Regions from separate parts of the Rattus norvegicus genome. Here region 1 is linked to region 2. The links are chromatin contacts, called in public Hi-C maps. All regions are on one chromosome and are shown on one strand. The core of a region is the stretch at or near the end of the contact, and the rest is flanking DNA. Distances in the headings are between cores, read along the strand shown.

Region 1 (4,911 bases), core at 421-2,920, 200 kb after region 2:
CTAACTTGAAGAAGACATATGAGTAACGTCAAAATTTTACTGAATGGGGCACGCAATGTATCAGAATTTCCAGTTCTCAAGAAATACAGCCTTTAAAAAAAGTCTGTGAGCTAGAAGGGAGAAAAAAAGAAACGAGAGGGGGGAGGGGCACTGGCACTTTATAGCAGGAAGTCTTCCATAGACATCGAGTTATGAAGAAACAACCGTATACAGAAGTCCTTATTCGGAGCGCTAAACTCGATTTCACCACTTAAAGAGAGAGATACACGCTCCAAGCAGCCTCATCCTGGGGTAGGAAAAATAACTCGCAAAGCAAGAGAGCTAGGACTGGATAGTGGCCCAGACCAGTGTTAGGGGTTTTATTTGCAAGTCAATGAGCCAAATGGGCGATCGGGCTCGTTGTGCTTCGTTCTGCAAGCAAGGTTATTATTATCACCGCCTATTGCTCCACTGAACAATTTCACTGAAAAGGAAGACTCCTGGCCGTGTGTGCGCGCACTGTACCATACAGGACGTGCTGCTACGTGCCCACTTCCAAAACGACTTTATTTACAAAGCGATTACCAAGCTATCTATCTGTTTTCCTTTTGCTGCAGCAGCAGCCTTACTCAGCCCTCGAATTTCTTAATTACAAACCCGTTTGCTTCTAAATCAACCCCAAACCGTCAGGCAGAGCCCGGAGGGAGGCTGTGCAAGTTTGCACACACCCCCACCTCCTGGATCAAGGGCAACAGCAGAAGCAAGTAACTGTGTATGTGCAAAAAGGTGGATCTGGGGACGAGGATCGCTGAGTTTGTTTACAGAGCAGGGACGCCTCAGCTCGGATGCCAAAGCTACCAAGAGCTGCAAACGCAAACTTAGCAGAAGCACACGTACTCCCGGAGCGTGGAGCAGGCCGGAAAGTGCGGAGTGGATCCCAGAACCGGGGAGTGGAGCCGCCCCGGCCTGTGAGCGCGCTCGGTCCACCTGCAGCCGCTGCCGCTCCCCGCCCCCAACCCCTGTCCTTGAAGAGTGGAGGTGCAGAGCGGGAGATGGGGAGTTAGGGGTGCGTCCACTAGAAGAAAACCCCTCAGTTAGGTTTACATGCTGCCTGTATCAAAAAGCACAAAGGCACGGCTCAGGAAAGCGCGCTCAGAGGACAGGACACGATCGGCCCAAGGGCTTTAAAAATCTAGCTCGGGAAAGCATAGCCATTCTTCTCAGGTTGGGGAGAGTTTGGCACCTAAGAAAACTCTGCTGGGCAGGGAGGCTGAGCGAACCCCTTTTTCCTGTAGAGGGCAGGGCAGATCACTGGGTAAGCCGGGTGAGCGAGCTGGGGGTGGGGAGATCTGGCCAGAAGGAGGCGGGGAGTGCTCCTTGCTCCTCTCCATTAGGTGCTTCCTTGCACAGGGTGGCCGGGAGGATTAGCTCGTTGTCCCGGAGGTGGCAGGCACAACCGCACATTTGGGGGCCAGAAAGACACCACAGTCCGGGGAACTGCTGGGCGGCGCCGAGGCGCGCAGCCGCTGCGCACGTGCAGCGCGGACTCGCGGACGCGGCGGAGGACCCGGTCCAGGGCGCTTGATGTTCCTGAATCCGTATGTTCGTGCTTGCCGCCGGGGAGGCTCTCGCTCCGCCCTTCCTGAGATCCTTATATTAACTGTGGCCAAAGCCCGGAGAAACACAGCTCATTGTTGGCAGCTGCCTGGCGGTCCTGAGGAGCGGCTAGGGCAGCGGAGGGAAAGAAAAGGGAACGGCTCGGAATTTGCTCCAGCGGCTGCTGCAAGACCTCGGCGCCAACCTCGCACCAGCGAGCGCCCCACAGCCCTTCGGCTGCCCCTCTATGTGCTGCTGAGCCGGTCCTGGACCCGACGAGCCCGCCTTCGGTGTTCCGAGCCGAAATCGCAAAGACGGAAGGTGAGCGCGGCGGGCGAAGCTTAGCCAGGGCTGCTGCCAGCCTAGTCCTCCGAGGGCAGGGCTGGCCCCGGGGACGAGCGTGAGGCGGAGCTGGGGAATAACAACAGGATGTGCAACCACAGGGTGAGGAGGGTTGATTGAATGCCTGAAGTTCGCGGCCCGGCTCCGGGGCACTTCCTTTATTAGGCCACTTCAGGGAACCCAGGGGGGTGTGGGCTCCGGTCCCCCCTCCTCTTTCCCCGGATCGCAGGGGAAGGGGCTGGTCGCTCAGCGCCAGGCTGTGCGGATCCGGCAGGCAGCAGGTCCGCCGAGGTAGCGAGCTCGGGTGCACGGGCTGCTGGTGGGTTCTCTCTTGGGGGGTGTAGGGGTCTGCAGCTTGACGTGCGCGCGGGTTCGGGAGGCTACAGAAGTGGGGTGCGCTCTGGTGGGCGACACGTGTGGCGCGGGTTTCAGCGTCTGCTCGTTTCGCTTTCAGGACTGGAAATGGCAGACCATATGATGGCCATGAACCACGGTCGCTTCCCCGACGGCACCAACGGGCTGCACCACCACCCTGCCCACCGCATGGGCATGGGGCAGTTCCCGAGCCCGCATCACCACCAGCAGCAGCAGCCCCAGCACGCCTTCAACGCCCTCATGGGCGAGCACATACACTACGGCGCGGGCAACATGAATGCCACGAGCGGCATCAGGCACGCCATGGGGCCGGGGACTGTGAACGGGGGGCACCCCCCGAGCGCTCTGGCCCCGGCCGCCAGGTTTAACAACTCCCAGTTCATGGGTCCCCCTGTGGCCAGCCAGGGAGGCTCCCTGCCGGCCAGCATGCAGCTGCAGAAGCTCAACAACCAGTATTTCAACCATCACCCCTACCCCCACAACCACTACATGCCGGATTTGCACCCCGCTGCAGGCCACCAGATGAACGGGACAAACCAGCACTTCCGAGATTGCAACCCCAAGCACAGTGGAGGCAGCAGCACCCCTGGCGGCGCGGGTGGCAGCGGCACCCCCGGCGGCTCCGGCGGCACCTCGGGCGGCGCGGGTGGCAGCAGCGCGGGCGGCAGTGGCGGTGGCAGCACCATGCCCGCCTCGGTGGCTCACGTCCCCGCGGCAATGCTGCCGCCCAATGTCATAGACACTGATTTCATCGACGAGGAAGTGCTTATGTCCTTAGTGATAGAGATGGGTTTGGACCGCATCAAGGAGCTGCCAGAACTCTGGCTGGGCCAAAATGAGTTTGATTTTATGACGGACTTCGTGTGCAAACAGCAGCCCAGCAGAGTCAGCTGTTGACTCGGTTAACCTCGCGGCTGAAAGAAATCACCCTCCCTGCCCCCACCCCCAACTTCTTCGGTGTGAATTAAAAAAAATCAAAAACAAACAAAAAAAAAACAAAAAAACAAAAACATTCCCTTAGACGCAGTATCTCACTTTTCAGATCCTGAAAGGTTTGAGAACCTGGAAACAAAGTAAACTATAAACTTGTACAAATTGGTTTAAAAAAAAAAAAGATTGCTGCCACTTTTTCCTGTTCTTGTTTCGTTTTTGTAGACTTGACATCCACCTCCCTTATGTAGTTGAAAGTATCTAGCTAACTTGGTCTTTTTTGTTGTTTGTTTTTACTCCTTGTTTCCTCACTTTCTCCCGTGCTCAACTGTTAGATATTAAGCTTGGCAAACTGCTTAATCTTGTGGATTTTGTAGATGGTTTCAAATGACTGCGCACTGCATTCAGATTTATGAGTGAAAGGAAAAATTGCATTTCTTGGCTGCATGAACTTTGAAGGGCAGATATTACTGCACAAACTGCCGTCTCGCTTCATTTTTTTTTTAAACTATGCATTCGAGTACAGACTTAAGTTTTCAAATATGCTAAACTGGAAGATTAAAACAGATGTGGGCCAAACCGTTCTGGATCAGGAAAAGTCATACCGTTCACTTTCAAGTTGGCTGTCTCCCCCTCCCCCATATGTACAGACAATAAATAGGGTGTGGAATGTCGTCAGTGGCAAACATTTCACAGATTTTTATTTTGTTTCTGTCTTCAACATTTTTGACACTGTGCTAATAGTTATATTCAGTACATGAAAAGATACTACTGTGTTGAAAGCTTTTTAGGAAATTTTGACAGTATTTTTGTACAAAACATTTTTTTGAAAAAATACTTGTTAATTTATTCTATTTTAATTTGCCAATGTCAATAAAAAGTTAAGAAATAACTTGTTTTCTAAAAGTCAGTCATTTGTGGGTGGGTGTGGGGGGGTGTTTGGGGGGGGGGATGTCTGTTCCGTTCTATTTGTTATTAAGAGTAAGCTTTCCAAAGGATAAGTTTCAGGACACTAAAACAGGTCACGGTGAGCTTAAAGGGAGAGCAGGATTTAAGATAAGTGGCGTAATGCTACATGGTTACCTTTGGAGCCTGCCCCTTGCTGTGGTTTAATCAAAGGCTGAGAAGTTGTCAAAGTGTTTTTGTTATTTCTTAGCTGCATCCAATTCCAGTGAATTCCTTGGCCAGGAAGGCTAGCAATATTAAATCTTTCTCACTGGGGGTGGAGGGTGGTGGTGGTGGGGAGTGTGTTTCTGATTCAACTACTTAAAAGGAGATGGACTAGAATATTATACTGAGTGATAGATGGGGTGGCATTAAATATAAATTACCTTTATTTCAAGTGACGAATAATTTTATTTCTGAGCAGAGTTGCTAAGGATAGACACATCTTCCAGCTTAATCTCAAATAGCTTCTGACTGGTTTGCAGTTCTGGGTGGAAGAGGGGGTGGAACCCTACCTTGAGGCTTCCAATAATATTTAAATTTCACTCAGAGGTTGATTCAAAGGTCAAATTACAGCCTTCATAACATGTTCCCACCCAAGCATGCCCCGTTTTCCAGAATTCTGAGCTGCCACTGTCCCATGCATTAGGTGCCAGGGACCTCAGTATAAAATGATTTTAACAACCTGGGTGAGCAGAGGCTTTAAGCAGACCAAAGCCATATTCAGTGGGTGTCAAGGATACC
Region 2 (5,563 bases), core at 2,481-4,980:
ATTCTAAATAATTAGAATTTAGTGACAGCTTACATGGACAGATCTCAAACTATAGACTCAAGGGAGCATTCCTTTCTCTGGCACATGCTTAACCGCATCATCGTTTAATCCTATACATTCTAGACTATGCACCCCTGGACCCTGAACCTCGGGACCTAATGAGTAACATATCTAGCTACATCTTCTTGTCACATTCTGTTGGAGCTCCCACAGCCTCAGAAGAACTGCGATGAAGCCGTCGGCTTCTTTGTCTTCTAAGTTTCCCTTTGGGGTTCTACAGAAGTGCCGTGTGGCAGTGAGGGCATTTCCCCAGCCATGGGCAAGTGTTGGACACAGTCCTATTTACTAAAGTCCTCACTTGAATACTGGGAAAATAGAAAGCAACTCTGGTTGTCCCCCTGTTCTAGTTTCATTTCCTTTACTGTGACAAATCCCCCAGAAAAACAAAACAACAATAATAATGTAAGACCTTAATCGGTTTACAATTTCAAGTGATAGTCCATTCTCTTGGGAAAGACAGGCCGGAACTTAAAGCATCATATCCACAGACCAAAGCAGAGAAAAATAAAGAAGTGCACAGATCCCTGCCAGGTTGCGCATGCTCAGCTAGCTTTCTTCACTCCTAGACAGTTCAGGGCCCAGCCCATGGGATGGTGCCACCCACAATGAGTTGGCTTTTCCCACTTAGCAATCAATTAAAAATAAAAACAATTCCCCACAGACATACCCACAGGCCTACTGATCTAGATAATCTCTCATTAAGATTCTCCTCCCAGGAACTGAAGGGATGGCGTAGAGATTCAGAGTACAGACTGCTCTTGCAGAAGAACAGAATTTTGATTCTCAGTGCCTACTTCAAGCAATTCATAGCAACTTATATCTCAAGATCCCTGGAGGACAGTGTCTCTGGCCTTTGCTCACACTGGCACATGGATGTAAACACCCACACAAAGACACATACACATAGGTAAACATAAAATAAATATATATTTGTTTTTAAAAAATACCCCTTTTCCAGATCATTATAGGCTGTGTCAACTTAAAAAGCATCGCAACGTTCATACAGCTTGATGGCACTGGAAATATTAAAACTTAACTTGCAGAATCAAATTACTTCCTGGTAATTTGTACCTGAGGTGATGCCTTAAAGACGTTAACTCTGATCTCTGAGGCATGCAAACACCTTAAGGATGCCTTACCTAGCTTCTCAACGAGTCACGATCCACTAGAGAGAATCCAAACAATCATCGGAATCAATTAGAAATGTCAAACTGACTATGTGTGACTAAAGGCAAATTTTCAAAATATTCTTGAAAGAAATCATATCTGACTTGTTATCACATCAGTAGTGCCTGTCTTAGTTAAGGTTAATACTGCTATGACGATATACCATGACTAAAAGTAAGTGAGAGGAGAAAGGGTTTATTTGGTTTGTACTTCTACATCGTAGTTCATCACTGAAGGAAGTTAGGGCAGGAACTAATGCAGAGTTCCTGAAGGGATGCTGTTTACTGGATTGCTCCTCATGGCTTCCCCATCTTGCTTCCTTATAGAGCACAGGAGCATGAGCCTAGGATGACACTACCCACAATGGGTTGGGCCCTTCCCCATAAATCACTAATTATAAAATATGCTATAGCAGTGGTTCTCAACCTTTCTAATGCTAGAAATCTTTAATACAGTTCCTCATGTTGTAGTGGTCCCCCCAACCATAAAATCATTTTATTTGCTTCTTCATAGCTTTAATTTTGCTACTGTTATGAATGATAATGTAAACGTTTCTGGAGACAGAGGTGTGTGAAATGGGTCTTGAACCACAGGTTGAGAACTGCTGCTCTTCAAGTGTGCCTGCTACCCAGGCTTACAGAGAGGTATTTTCTCAGTTGAAGGTTCCTTCCCTCTGATGACTTTACTTTGTGTCAAGTTAAAGCCAGCCAGCACAATTCCATGTGCCCATTTGCAGATTAACATGTTACCCTGAAAAGTTTTATCATTATTTCTAATAAAGGGCAACCGCGCCTCCCACCCTACCCCCACGGCTCCCACCTGCTTCCCCAGAGTCAACATCTACCACACCGTTGTTTCTCCTTATTCACATTCTCCAGTGAACACTTTTCCCTCTGGAAACGATGTTAGAACACCTTAACCATACAGCTCTGTGGTGGATTCCTTAAGATAGCACTACTAATCCTGTGCATCTCAAGAGGAAAATAAACTGATCTCAGACAGTAAGTCTTCCATGAATTTTAAGAGGCATTTGAAAAGAAAAGCTGTCGTCTACTAGGATCCTGGACAAAATCCTCTTATATCCAGTCTCCCACATGTTCTCTATTCCCAGCCATTACAGTGCCTGTTTTATTTGATTGTAACAATTTATTCAAGTCTGTTTCATCTCTTAGGACCATTTTGTCTCCTCTCTAGCACACTGGCCTTGTGAATAGAGTTGTGTCTTTCTTTTTTTTTTTTAATCTCTGTGTCCACAGTCCAGGATGATGCCTATAACACAATAAGAATTCACTAATTCTTGCTGAAAGCCTTCAGTGAAAGGGTTGGACAGACAGACAGATGCTATGTAGAATCACACTGCTTTGAGGACAAAGGTTATATTTTGACAACTGATTTAGTGTTCTCTGAAGCATAATTTTGGAGTCCAAATGACTATTCTTGACAGACTCTCACTAAACAGGCCCTCGTTTTTGCTTAGACCAGGGCATCATGATTGACAAATGGAGTTTTTCCTCTTTGTTTGAAAGTCTTAGCAGAAATGTATGACTGCCACAGCTATGGATTCTTTAGATCCCCTGGGAGAAAGGCCTTCTTTCCAGGGGTGGTCATAGTAGATCTTCCGAAGACTTAAAACTAATAGTCAAAAAGAACATCTGAACTACAACAGCTTTGAAGAAAATGACTTCTTAAAACTCTGTTTCTTTTAGAGCTGCACGAAATCAGCATAATAGAAAGGCTGACGTAGTAGACAGGGTCAGAGGTAGATGCATTTCTGTGAAGAAGGGGGCTTCATTCAGGAGGAATTGTACTAAAATCAATGCAGAGCCACAAACTGTATGACTTTGCAAATTTGCTTAAGAACTGAATCATTTGTTGAAATTTGGTATTTCAGACTTCCTGAGAATAGTGTTTCCAGGAAGAGCCAAGATTATTCCGAAGTCTGAATAATTTTAGATTCGTCAACCTCTTGTAAGTGAAAAAAATACTCAGATGATAAAAAAAATGAAAACATTTGAATTTTATGGTTTTTACACAGATTAATTAGTTTGTGGCAAATTATGACTTTTTTTTTTTAATCAACTCCAACTCTAAATGGACTGGACCCAATAAACAGAAGAGAGCTGCTTCACTTTCTTTTTTTGAGCTGTCTTTTTAAAAGGCTGCAAGTAGAAGCAGAGAAAATGCCAGGGTGGTTTTTAATCTTTTTCTTTCTTTTCTGAAAACGCGGGAATTGGCCTGAGACTTGGCTATTTGCATCCAGTGGGATCTTGACAGACGCTGTGCTTTATCTCATCCGCATTGTGAAAATGCGAACTCGCATATTAGGATCCAAACAAATCAACAGTTGCCGAACACAGCGCTGGTAAAGTAGTTGTTCCAAACCGAATTATCATTGCGGGTGACGTTCTCTTTCTGAACCTTGAAAAACTTTAGGGGGAAAGAAAAAAAGATGCTGGTAATACAAACCACATGGTTGCCTCATTCTCCCCCCATTCTTGGCAGAGCGAGTGCTGCCTGGCAACCTTGCAGTCAGCTGGGCCGAGTAATCACAGCAGTATTGCCCCGTAGTTAAATCTAATGCTTTCTTTCTGAGAACTCATCAGTGGATTCTTTTTCTTCTTATCAGTCTTCTTGGTAATGTTTGAACAGGGCTTCTGTGCATAAGGAGAACACGGCCCTGTAGAAGGAACTGCTGAAATAATAAAACACACACACAGACATACACACACACTGACAGAGAGAGAGAGAAAGAGAAAGGGAGAGAGAGAGAGAGAGAGAGAGAGAGAGAGAGAGAGAGAGAGAGAGAGAGAAAGTGTTCTAATGACTCTGTAAGCAGAAGTTTTAAAAAAGAAGACACTTGCAAGGCTTGCAAGGAGTGCTTGCCTCTTGCCTGTTGCTTTGGACTTTGGCCCCACAAAGGCTCGTGACCCAGCCTGACCCTACCGTTTCCCCAAGTGTTTTCCCCAAGCTTTCTAAAAGAGCCGTTCTCCCTATCGAAACTTTCAGGGCAAGCTTTGAATATATGGAATTCTGAAATCAGAATCTAAAGACTTGTGAGGGAAAAATAAATAAATAAAAGGAGTCTTCTTGTATTTGGTCCTGGCTAGCAACAACATAAAAGGCAGTATTTTAATTTCAACACACTTGAAAGGAAAAGGAAGTATGCCTTTGAGTCAATCCAGTAGGCTAAATCAGGCTGAACATACAATTATGTTATGGTAAAGTGTTGGGGCACATGCCTTTAATCTCAGCACTTGGGAGGCAGAGGCAAGTAGACCTCTGTGATTTTGTGGCTTGGTCTACAGTGTGAGTTTCAGGACAGCCAAGGCTACACAGAAAAAGCCTGTCTCAAAACAAACAAACAAAAACAAACAAACAAAAAAACCAACCAAACCAATCAAAAAAAGAAAGAAAGAAAAGAAAAAGGAAAAAGAAAGAAATGTTATAATAATAATAATGTTATAATAATGGAATGTTTAAAGACACCTTGTAAGAAAGGGAGACCACCAGAGCAACCACAGCCACAGGGAACATGGCTAAAACAATACTAGAGTCAACACGAAATTAAAATCCAGAATTTTAATCCGAAATTAAAAGGCAGAATGTTCCTTTAGACAAACGCATCAACAAGGACTTTATTAAACTCTTCTATTCCTTGTTAACTCAACAAAATAACATACAAAGTGCCCAGTCGAGCTCCTGCACAGGGCTGCTTGTGCTTTGAGATTCTGCTCAAGAGCTGTAAGCCAGCCCTTAAAGTCCTATGATAGTCATCAATGTTTTGCAGGCCTTCCTCTTTCTAACACTGGCCATCACTTCGGCTTCTCCTCGCAAACAGTGACTACGAAGAAACTAGAAAGAAGGTGAATCTATCTCAGCAGCTACAGAAAGTTTGGGGAGTGATAGGCTTGGTGATGAAAACTCACTGTATGGGCCTCGAACCCATGACTGTGAGTGTGCTTTAAGCTAAGCGTGCTATGACCCAGAAGGAACAATGAAGGTATTCAAAGTCATGCAATCCAAGAGCAGCCTTGGTCCAACTTCGTGTCATGGGTAGGTAGTGTTCTTCCTGCTAGAATATATTTTATAATGCACCTCTTTGATGGAGCTTTAAATCCTTGCCGGATCCATTTGTCCTTAAAAGCTCAACTTCCTCCCTGTTGAGAAGAGCGATAAAATAATGATCACTAGTATGTGGGTAGAGTCAGGACTGCTTGATGCTTTCAAAAACCTTGTGGTACTTGTGGGCTTCATGGGCTCTCTAGAGGGGAAGGCATATATAAAGTTTGACAAGAGTCTCAAAAATGACCAGTCATCCGCTTTGGGTGACTTTAGC

Evidence for each region. A called contact is a pair of places that touch in the nucleus more often than the background predicts.
Region 1: a Hi-C map of liver shows a contact between it and region 2, with 10 times the contacts expected there. The contact joins the promoter of Cited2 here to the enhancer-like site in region 2. A contact is called at or near these places in 3 of 12 Hi-C or Micro-C datasets (kidney, liver and psoas muscle) and 1 of 1 datasets of contacts at active chromatin or transcription factors (oligodendrocytes).

The regions. Positions count from the first base shown.
Region 1 is chr1:14,130,633-14,135,543 of GRCr8, forward strand. Cited2 (Cbp/p300-interacting transactivator, with Glu/Asp-rich carboxy-terminal domain, 2) reads left to right here and starts at 1,671. Exons shown (of 2, transcript NM_053698.3): 1 at 1,671-1,896; 2 at 2,372-4,114. The coding sequence starts at 2,380. The coding sequence ends at 3,189.
Region 2 is chr1:13,932,036-13,937,598 of GRCr8, forward strand. LOC134484951 (a long non-coding RNA gene) reads right to left here. Exons shown (of 2, transcript XR_010062774.1): 2 at 4,792-5,384. Among named protein-coding and RNA genes, the nearest start is that of Cited2, 200 kb to the right of the region's middle. Within about 2 kb of position 3,731, at least 8 of the 93 cell types and tissues checked have an H3K27ac peak or open chromatin away from gene starts, as enhancers often do.